2 separate regions of the Mus musculus genome follow, and region 2 is linked to region 1. A link is a contact called in public Micro-C data. All regions are on one chromosome and are shown on one strand. Each heading gives the region's core, a stretch centred on a gene start, on an enhancer-like site or on the middle of the called end of the contact. The rest is flanking DNA. Distances are from core to core; before and after follow the strand shown. Region 1 has its middle 14 kb from the start of Clstn3. Region 2 holds the start of Lag3 (lymphocyte-activation gene 3).

What was found. Hi-C and Micro-C count contacts between places; a contact is called where the count stands out from the background.
Region 2: a contact with region 1 is called in a Micro-C map of embryonic stem cells, with 2.9 times the contacts expected there. The contact joins the promoter of Lag3 here to the enhancer-like site in region 1. A contact is called at or near these places in 3 of 39 promoter capture datasets (the C10 cell line, cranial neural crest and frontonasal cranial neural crest), 3 of 484 Hi-C or Micro-C datasets (the N1E-115 cell line and embryonic stem cells) and 1 of 115 datasets of contacts at active chromatin or transcription factors (pancreatic cancer cells).

The regions. Positions count from the first base shown.
Region 1 is chr6:124,476,898-124,480,507 of GRCm38.p6, forward strand. No RefSeq gene overlaps it. Among named protein-coding and RNA genes, the nearest start is that of Clstn3, 14 kb to the left of the region's middle. Within about 2 kb of position 1,649, at least 111 of the 459 cell types and tissues checked have an H3K27ac peak or open chromatin away from gene starts, as enhancers often do. A contact at or near this core is called in the N1E-115 cell line, embryonic stem cells and pancreatic cancer cells, where this site is marked.
Region 2 is chr6:124,909,928-124,913,537 of GRCm38.p6, forward strand. Lag3 (lymphocyte-activation gene 3) reads right to left here and starts at 1,778. Exons shown (of 8, transcript NM_008479.2): 1 at 1,367-1,778; 2 at 837-984; 3 at 177-469. The coding sequence starts at 1,424.

The sequences.
Region 1 (3,610 bases), core at 399-2,898:
TCCCATGCTCATTCTCGGGTAGCCACTGTACAGCACAGGTGGGACAGGGTGGGCTGTCTGCAGATGAATTTACCAAAGTCAACGAGAGGGGTGGGGAGCAGAAGAGAGAAGTATGCGGCTCGATGGCTGAGACACACAGCTTCACCCGGGAACTCAGGGGTCATTGGGCGAAAGGGATGGTGCAGGGTGTAATCGAACCCCCTCCAGTTGACAAGCCATCCACCTAGGCAGTGGATAGAGGAACCTTTCCTGAAGATGTTCACTGCAAGATGAAGGTCCACACACAGCTGTTCGGATGTGGGTGGTTAAGTTTAGACTTTTTTTTTTTTTTTTAAAGACAATCTTTTCATGGAAGACACACACTGTGATTGGCCTTCAGGAGGCTAGAAGGTCATTCTTCCCGAGTTTTCTCTAGGCTGCTCTGCCATGTGCCTCTTCATCAGCTCCTTGGGTCTTTTAAATCTTTTTCTAAGCCCCACCTCCTCCTGTGTTTGATTTCCCTATGGGTATTGATCTGTCCAATCCTGTAACTATGGAGAACGAGTGCCTTCAGACTCTAGAAATGATCCCTGAAATGTTGTCCTTGAAGGTCCCTTCACAGGCCATCTCCTCCCACAATGCATCCGCTGGGGGGTGGCCAGAGTGACAGAGAAAACAGAAAAGAAGTGAAACTGTCATTGCCAAGGCTGTGGCCCTCTGGAAGGTTCCCCCACCAGCTCTCATTTCCAGTGCTCGCTCCCCAGCGGGTGACCTGTTTTGAAGGCTGTAGTGCACTGGTTCTCAGTGTGGGGGTCAAATGACCCCTTCCCAGGGGTTGCCTAAGACTGTCAGAAAACATGTTTATATTACATTCCGTTACAGTAGCAGAATTACAGTAGAATGCAGTAGCATTGAAAATAACTTTATGGTTGGGGGGTCACCACAACACACGGAACTGTATTAAAGGGTCACGGCATTAGGAAGGTTGAGAACCGCTGCTATAAATAACGTCTTTAGGAGGTGGTGTGTGACTGGTGGGAGCTTTTGAGTGGTACGCCCACTGCTTTCTCTGCCCACCCCATGTCTGCTGCAGGGTGAGCAGGCACGGCCCCGTGCTTCCACCACCACAGGTCAAACCACACCTCTACACTTTCCCACCATAGCAGGCCCAATCCCTCTGAAACTAAAGCCAAAGGAAAGTTTTCCTCCACTAAGTTGTTCCGGCTTGGTATTTTATCTCCATGGTGATAAGAGTAACAAACGTGGTTGAAAAGCAACTCTGGCGACTTTGCTTATTTTCCTGTCTTGCGTAACTTCTGACTCCGGAGTGTCTTATGGAGACGGCCATGTGGTAAGGAACAGGGACCACATCTTAGAAACAGACCTCCTGCCCAGTCAGGCTTGCAAGTGCCTCAAACCCGGAGCAGTTGAAGCCTATTAGGGACCCTGAGGCTAGACTGCCTAACTGCTCCTGACCCCAGCAACTGTGTAAAATGATACGTGACCTTCGTCTTAATCTGAGGGAAGGGACAATCGGTTACACAACAGATAACTAATATTTGAATTCCATCACATTTGGCTCATTGCCAGCCTCAGGAGTTACCAAACCAGCAAGGGTGGAGATGACTTGGGGTGGTAATCACGTGGAAACCACCAAAGGCTGCAACCTTCTCTCTCCCTCACTGGAACCGCAGACACCAGTCTCTCTTTGAGTTCACGGAGACTTTACCCTCTCGAGGCTTTTGAAAAAAGTCCCTTCCCCCTTCCTTCTGCAAGCTCCGTCTGCCCCAGTGATGTTAGAGGTCCCAGGTCCTCCCGTAGTGGCAAAAGGGGCGTCCAGCGTTTCAGATGGCTCCCGATCCCTCATGCATGTGTGCTCCTGCTCTATGGCATCAGCAGGACTCAGCGAACATCGGAGTCTTCAGAGAGAGGGTGGGCAGAGATGCAACCTCAGATGGCAACCAGTCAGAAATTCCACAAGGGGTGGAACGCTGAATTAGAAATGGTGGTGCCCTAACAAAGGCTTGTGATGCCAGAGAGGGTGAGGAAAATGTTATAAGCACTTGACTTATAGCACAGGTCTCAGTGCCATAAGCAGTGTCTTCAGCCTGGCAACAGGGACTTGCACTGTCAGCTAACAGGTGCATAGCACCCACCAGAGCCATATCTGCCATCTTCCAGGACCCTGTTACCAAATGATAGACCCTCCGTGAGCACCAGCTGGGCAGGCTACTCATCCACTCTCAGGGCTGCTCCTTCCAACAAAAGGTTCCTATCAAGGAGTGATGGGTGTGTCTGGTCAGAAGGGCATAGTGCCTGAGAAGTAGGGAGAATTTATTTTGGCTTGTGGTTCCCGGGATATCAGTCCTTTAATAGTAAGGTAGGTATGAAAACTAGAATGGCTTGATCTGTGGCAGTGTGAGTGTGTGGCACGGCTTGTTCACATGTAGGGAGATCACAAATTAGATATAGTCTTCAAGCCTCCAGCCTTACCTGTCCCACTTATGCTGGCTAATCTACATCACACATCCCAAAGGTTTCCTAGCCTTCCCAAACTATCATCATGGGGGGGCCATGTTCTCAAACACATGGTCCTGTGGGGAACAATTACACCCTAACTATAATAGCACCCAGCAATGGGCAGACATGTATTGCTGGTTAGAACCCACACTATAGAATCACACATGGGAGCAGGGCTGCATCACTGGCCTCAGCTCCCACCCTCAGATCCTAGGCCCACCCATCTACCACCTTCTCTTCCTCAATGAGATCAATGCTACTTCCCCGCTCTGGACCACACCCACATAAGGACCTAAGTTGGAGCTGATAGGCCAGGCCCTGCAGTCAGTCCTGAGCATGTCAAAATTTACAGGATAAAGTACTTCCCTCAAGGATCTAGTCCTGTGGGAAAGACAAACAAGTGGACAGGTATTCAGATATGCTTGAGTGCCTAATAAACACAGGTGAAGTAAGGTCGCCCTGAGCCAGGCCTCCCAGGGGACTAAGCAAGGAGAGAAGTAATAATGACAGTGGCTGGCTGACCATGAACGCTATTTGCCAGGTGCCACCACACACACATAAATAAAAATTATTTTATTTTTAAAAGAGCCCTGTCACAGCTGGGCCCAGTGGTGCACCTGAGAGGGAGGGGGGCCACAAGTCTTGATCATTCTCTGCTGCATAATAAGCTTGGGCCACCACAAATATGTTAGACCTGTATGGGGTCAGGGAGAGACGGGGTGTGTGTGTGTAAAGAATTGCCTTTCTGTGCCGGGTGTGGTGGCAATCCCAGCACTCGGGAGGCAGAGGCGGGCAGATTTCTGAGTTCGAGGCCAGCCTGGTCTACAGAGTGAGTTCCAGGACAGCCAAGGCTACACAGAGAAACTGCCTCGAAAAAACAAAACCAAAAACAAAAGAAAAAATAATTGCCTTTCTTTGTCTCCATTTTACAGTTAAAGAAACCAGGGAGCAAATTGCAATCATTTACTAAGGTTATATATAAAATGAAGAGGAACCGACTATCCAATACCTCCGATTTCTGAACTATTACCAGACACAAATGTAGAGCACATAGCTAGCCTCTACCACTAGGTGGCAGTAGTATCTCCACTACCCACCTCCCCTCCCTTTT
Region 2 (3,610 bases), core at 528-3,027, 430 kb after region 1:
GCACTTTCCAACCTGCCTTTCCATCCTGCCATCAGGGGGCCATCCCTTCTTCTACACTTCTGGAGGTCCTCAGACAGGGTCTAAATCACAACCCCTAGCCATTGCTCTCCCTGCCCCGGGGGAAGCAGGGATCTGCTTCCCAGGCCCTCTCTCTCCCTTTGTCCGGCCCCACCTACTCGAGGCCTGGCCGACGCGCAGGCGGAGACTGCAGGAGAGGGCGCGGTTCGGGAGGCGCACGGTGGCGTGGTACTCGCCCGCATCGGTGCGCAGAGCTGGGCGCAACCACAGAGAGAAGTCCCCGCGCTGGAGGCCGCGCTCCTCCAGCTGCACGTGGGGATGCAGGGGCTGCCTCCCGCTGCGCAGGCCTCCTGGAGCCACGCTCAGCACCGTGTAGCGACCGGGTGCGGGTTGTCTAGGCGAGGGCATCCCCTGGTGAAGGTCAAGGGCCGGGATGGGAGTGGGTTGGCCACTGGTTGGGGAGAGAGAATAGGATTGAGAAATTTGATAAGGCCACGAAGAAGATGCACTCAAGCATGCTTTGAGGATAAAGTTAACCTGCCTAAGAGACCTCTTGACCGTCAGCAGCCTCCCCTCTCCCCCATAACTACCCCTGTCCCCACTTCCGTTGGTCTTCAGCACTATCTGCTACTGGAGAGGTGGGGCACTACAGGATGCCGGTGTGTGGGGAGCAATCCACAGGAAGGCTGTGTGGTTTTAGAGGACACTGAGCTACTGGCTTTAGAGGGGCTCACAAAGAGGACAAAACTGGCTTGGACAGGGTTTTATCCATTAGGACAGGATTGGGAGGTTCTGTTGTTCAACTTTGGAGTTCATACCTGTCTGGTTGATGTTGCCAGATAACCCCTCCTCTTCGTAGAAAGTTAGGATCCAGGTTGGGGGATTTGAGGCTGCAGGGAAGATGGACGGGAGCTCCCTCCTGGGCCCACACCACGGGGAGCTCTTTCCCAGGCCCTGAAGACACAACTAGTGGAACAAAAGAGAGGCCAAGGGCATTGAGCCAAGAGATTGGAGAATAGAGAAATGCCCTGGCTTTCCTAAGAAAGAAACATCATGCCTCCCTGTTGAAGGGAGGCTGAGGCAGCTTTGGGATCTGCCCTTATACAAAGTGATGGTGCACGCCTCTAATCCCAGCACTGGGGAGGCAGAGGCAAGTGGATCACTATAAATTCAAGGCCAGCCTGGTCATCAGAGCCAGTCCCAGGACAGCCAGGGCAACACAAAGAAACCCTGTCTCAAAACACACACACACACACACACACACACCCCTCCCCTCAACAAAAGCATTGGAATATCACCACAGCTAAAGAGACAGCCATAGAGGTCCCTGCTGGACTCTCCACCTTACCTGGAGCTTCCCAAAGCAGTCCCAGAAGCAAAAAGCCAAGGAGCAGGTCCTCCCTCATCTCCTCTATGGCCCGGGCCTCCCCAGCCCTCCAAGGGAGGTTAGAAAAAGGTCCTGGGAGGAGAGAGAGACAGACAGACAGACAGACACACACACACACACAGAGAGAGAGAGAGAGAGAGAGAGAGAGAGAGAGAGAGAGAGAGAGAAGTTCTACAAGGAGGAGGTGAGGCGGAGGGAAAGAATGTAGGGTGAAGAGGACGCCCCAGGAGTGGGGACTGGAGACAGCAGGATGGATAATGATCAGAGGCCCGGGCTGGGACCCAGAGCAGAGTGCAGGCAAACCCACTGCAGCTAGCTAGAACTTGAGCTGCTCCTCCAGACCCAGTCCTTCTGCTTCTCCTCCCCACTGCCCGCCCCCCCAGACCAAGGCGCGGGGTTTCGCTTCGCAGTGGAAAGTGTGAGGGGGCTGATTCCCAGCAGCCGAGCCCTCCTCTCGGTGGTGGCACTCCCCTTGTTTACTTCCTCAGACTCGGGTCTCCCTACCGCCCCCTCTTCACCTCTTCCCCCTCTGTCTCCTCTCTCTCTCTCTCTCTCTCTCTCTCTCTCTCTCTCTCTCTCTCTCTCTGCCAAGCATTTCTGCCTAGAACTACAGCTGTATCTTTAAGCTTCCTCTACTGTCCCCACAGTTTCTTCTTGACTTGCTCTTTCCCATTAACACTGAAAAAAAAAAAAAAAAAAGCCACTGTCCTACAGTCTGCCTGCCTAGCCTTTCAGCATCTCTTGGACAGGTACTCAAGAAGTGTCACCATACCACAAGTTACCAGATCTGGGTAAGGGCTCAGTGGAAAAGTATAGTAGCCACACGGTGTTAACCTTCATTCTATGCTACATATAACTGTATTATACATTTTCCGTAAAGCAACTTGTGAAACTTGATGCGCGCCCCTTTTTGTACAGATTTCGGGACTTGAGGCTCACAGGCATTAAATAACTTGCCAACATTAGGAAGCATGAAGGCAAAAGCTGTCTAGTCCTTAACCCTACTTGCATTATGGGATGGCCTTTCATCTTCTAGGAAGATGACACTGAGAAACTTGGTTTTATGTGTGTGTGTGGGGGGGGGGGGGAGTTCGAGACAGGGTTTCTCTGTGTATTCCGGCTGTCTTGAAACTCACTTTGTAGACCAGGCTGGCCTTGAACTCAGAAATGCGCCTGCCTCTGCCTCCTGAGTGCTGGGATTAAAGGCATGCACCACCTACCACATTCGGCTGGGAAACTTGTTTTAGATGTCTACTTTTATTTATGTGTCTGTATACATAAATTCCCCACCCTGTGTGAATGCTCAGAGGCCTGAAGAGGGTGTCAGATTCCTTGGAACTGGAGTTACAGGTGTTTTGGGAGCCGCCCCATCTGGATGCTCGACATCAAACCTAGGTCTTCTTGAAAGGCAACAAGCACTCATAACTGCAGAACGGCCTTTCCAGCCCTGACAATAGGATGTTTTCCTGTCTTCAAAACCTCCCTCCTCCCCAAGATTCTGTACTTTAAGAAAAAAATGAAGGCAAGGGTCTATGGAGATGGAATAATGCAGGAATCTTATAGCAAGGAAAACTCAAGAGAGACCAAGGTGTCAGCAACAGTGGCATGTGTAAGTCAAGATTTTGGAAGGTGGGGTGAATTGAAGCTGGCTTGCTTGGGCCCATGAGTTCAGGGTCATCCCTGGCTACAAAGTAGATGCTATGCCAACAAAATGAAACTTAAAATAAAAAGGGAAAAAGACCTTTAATCCCAGTACTTACTAGGCAGAGGCAGGTGGCTTTATGTGAATTTCAGACCAGCCAGGGCTGCGTAGTAAGACTATAAAACAAGAGGAACTGAGGCAGGCTAGAGGAACCCAACAACCTTTGCTCCCCAGCTCAGCTGAGCTGAGAAAATGAAGACGATGACAAGGAGACAGGCCTGATAACTAACTCTGGAGTCTTTTGCCGCCCATGTATGAGAACTCTGCTTCCCACGAGTCAAAAATGTGTCCATGCTTGGGAGTTCTCTTTCCAAACTCTAGGTTGAGACATGGGCCTAACAGCCTCTTCCACCTTGGGGGCAGGACTTCCTGTTTCTATCTGCCTGGTTCAGCACAATGGAGCTGGAAGCTTTCCACTGGGCTCAGCAGAGTCTAGATCTTACGTGAGTTAACATGATATAGTGTGCACTGCTGAGGAGAAACCTCCCCAGGAGCCCAAAAAC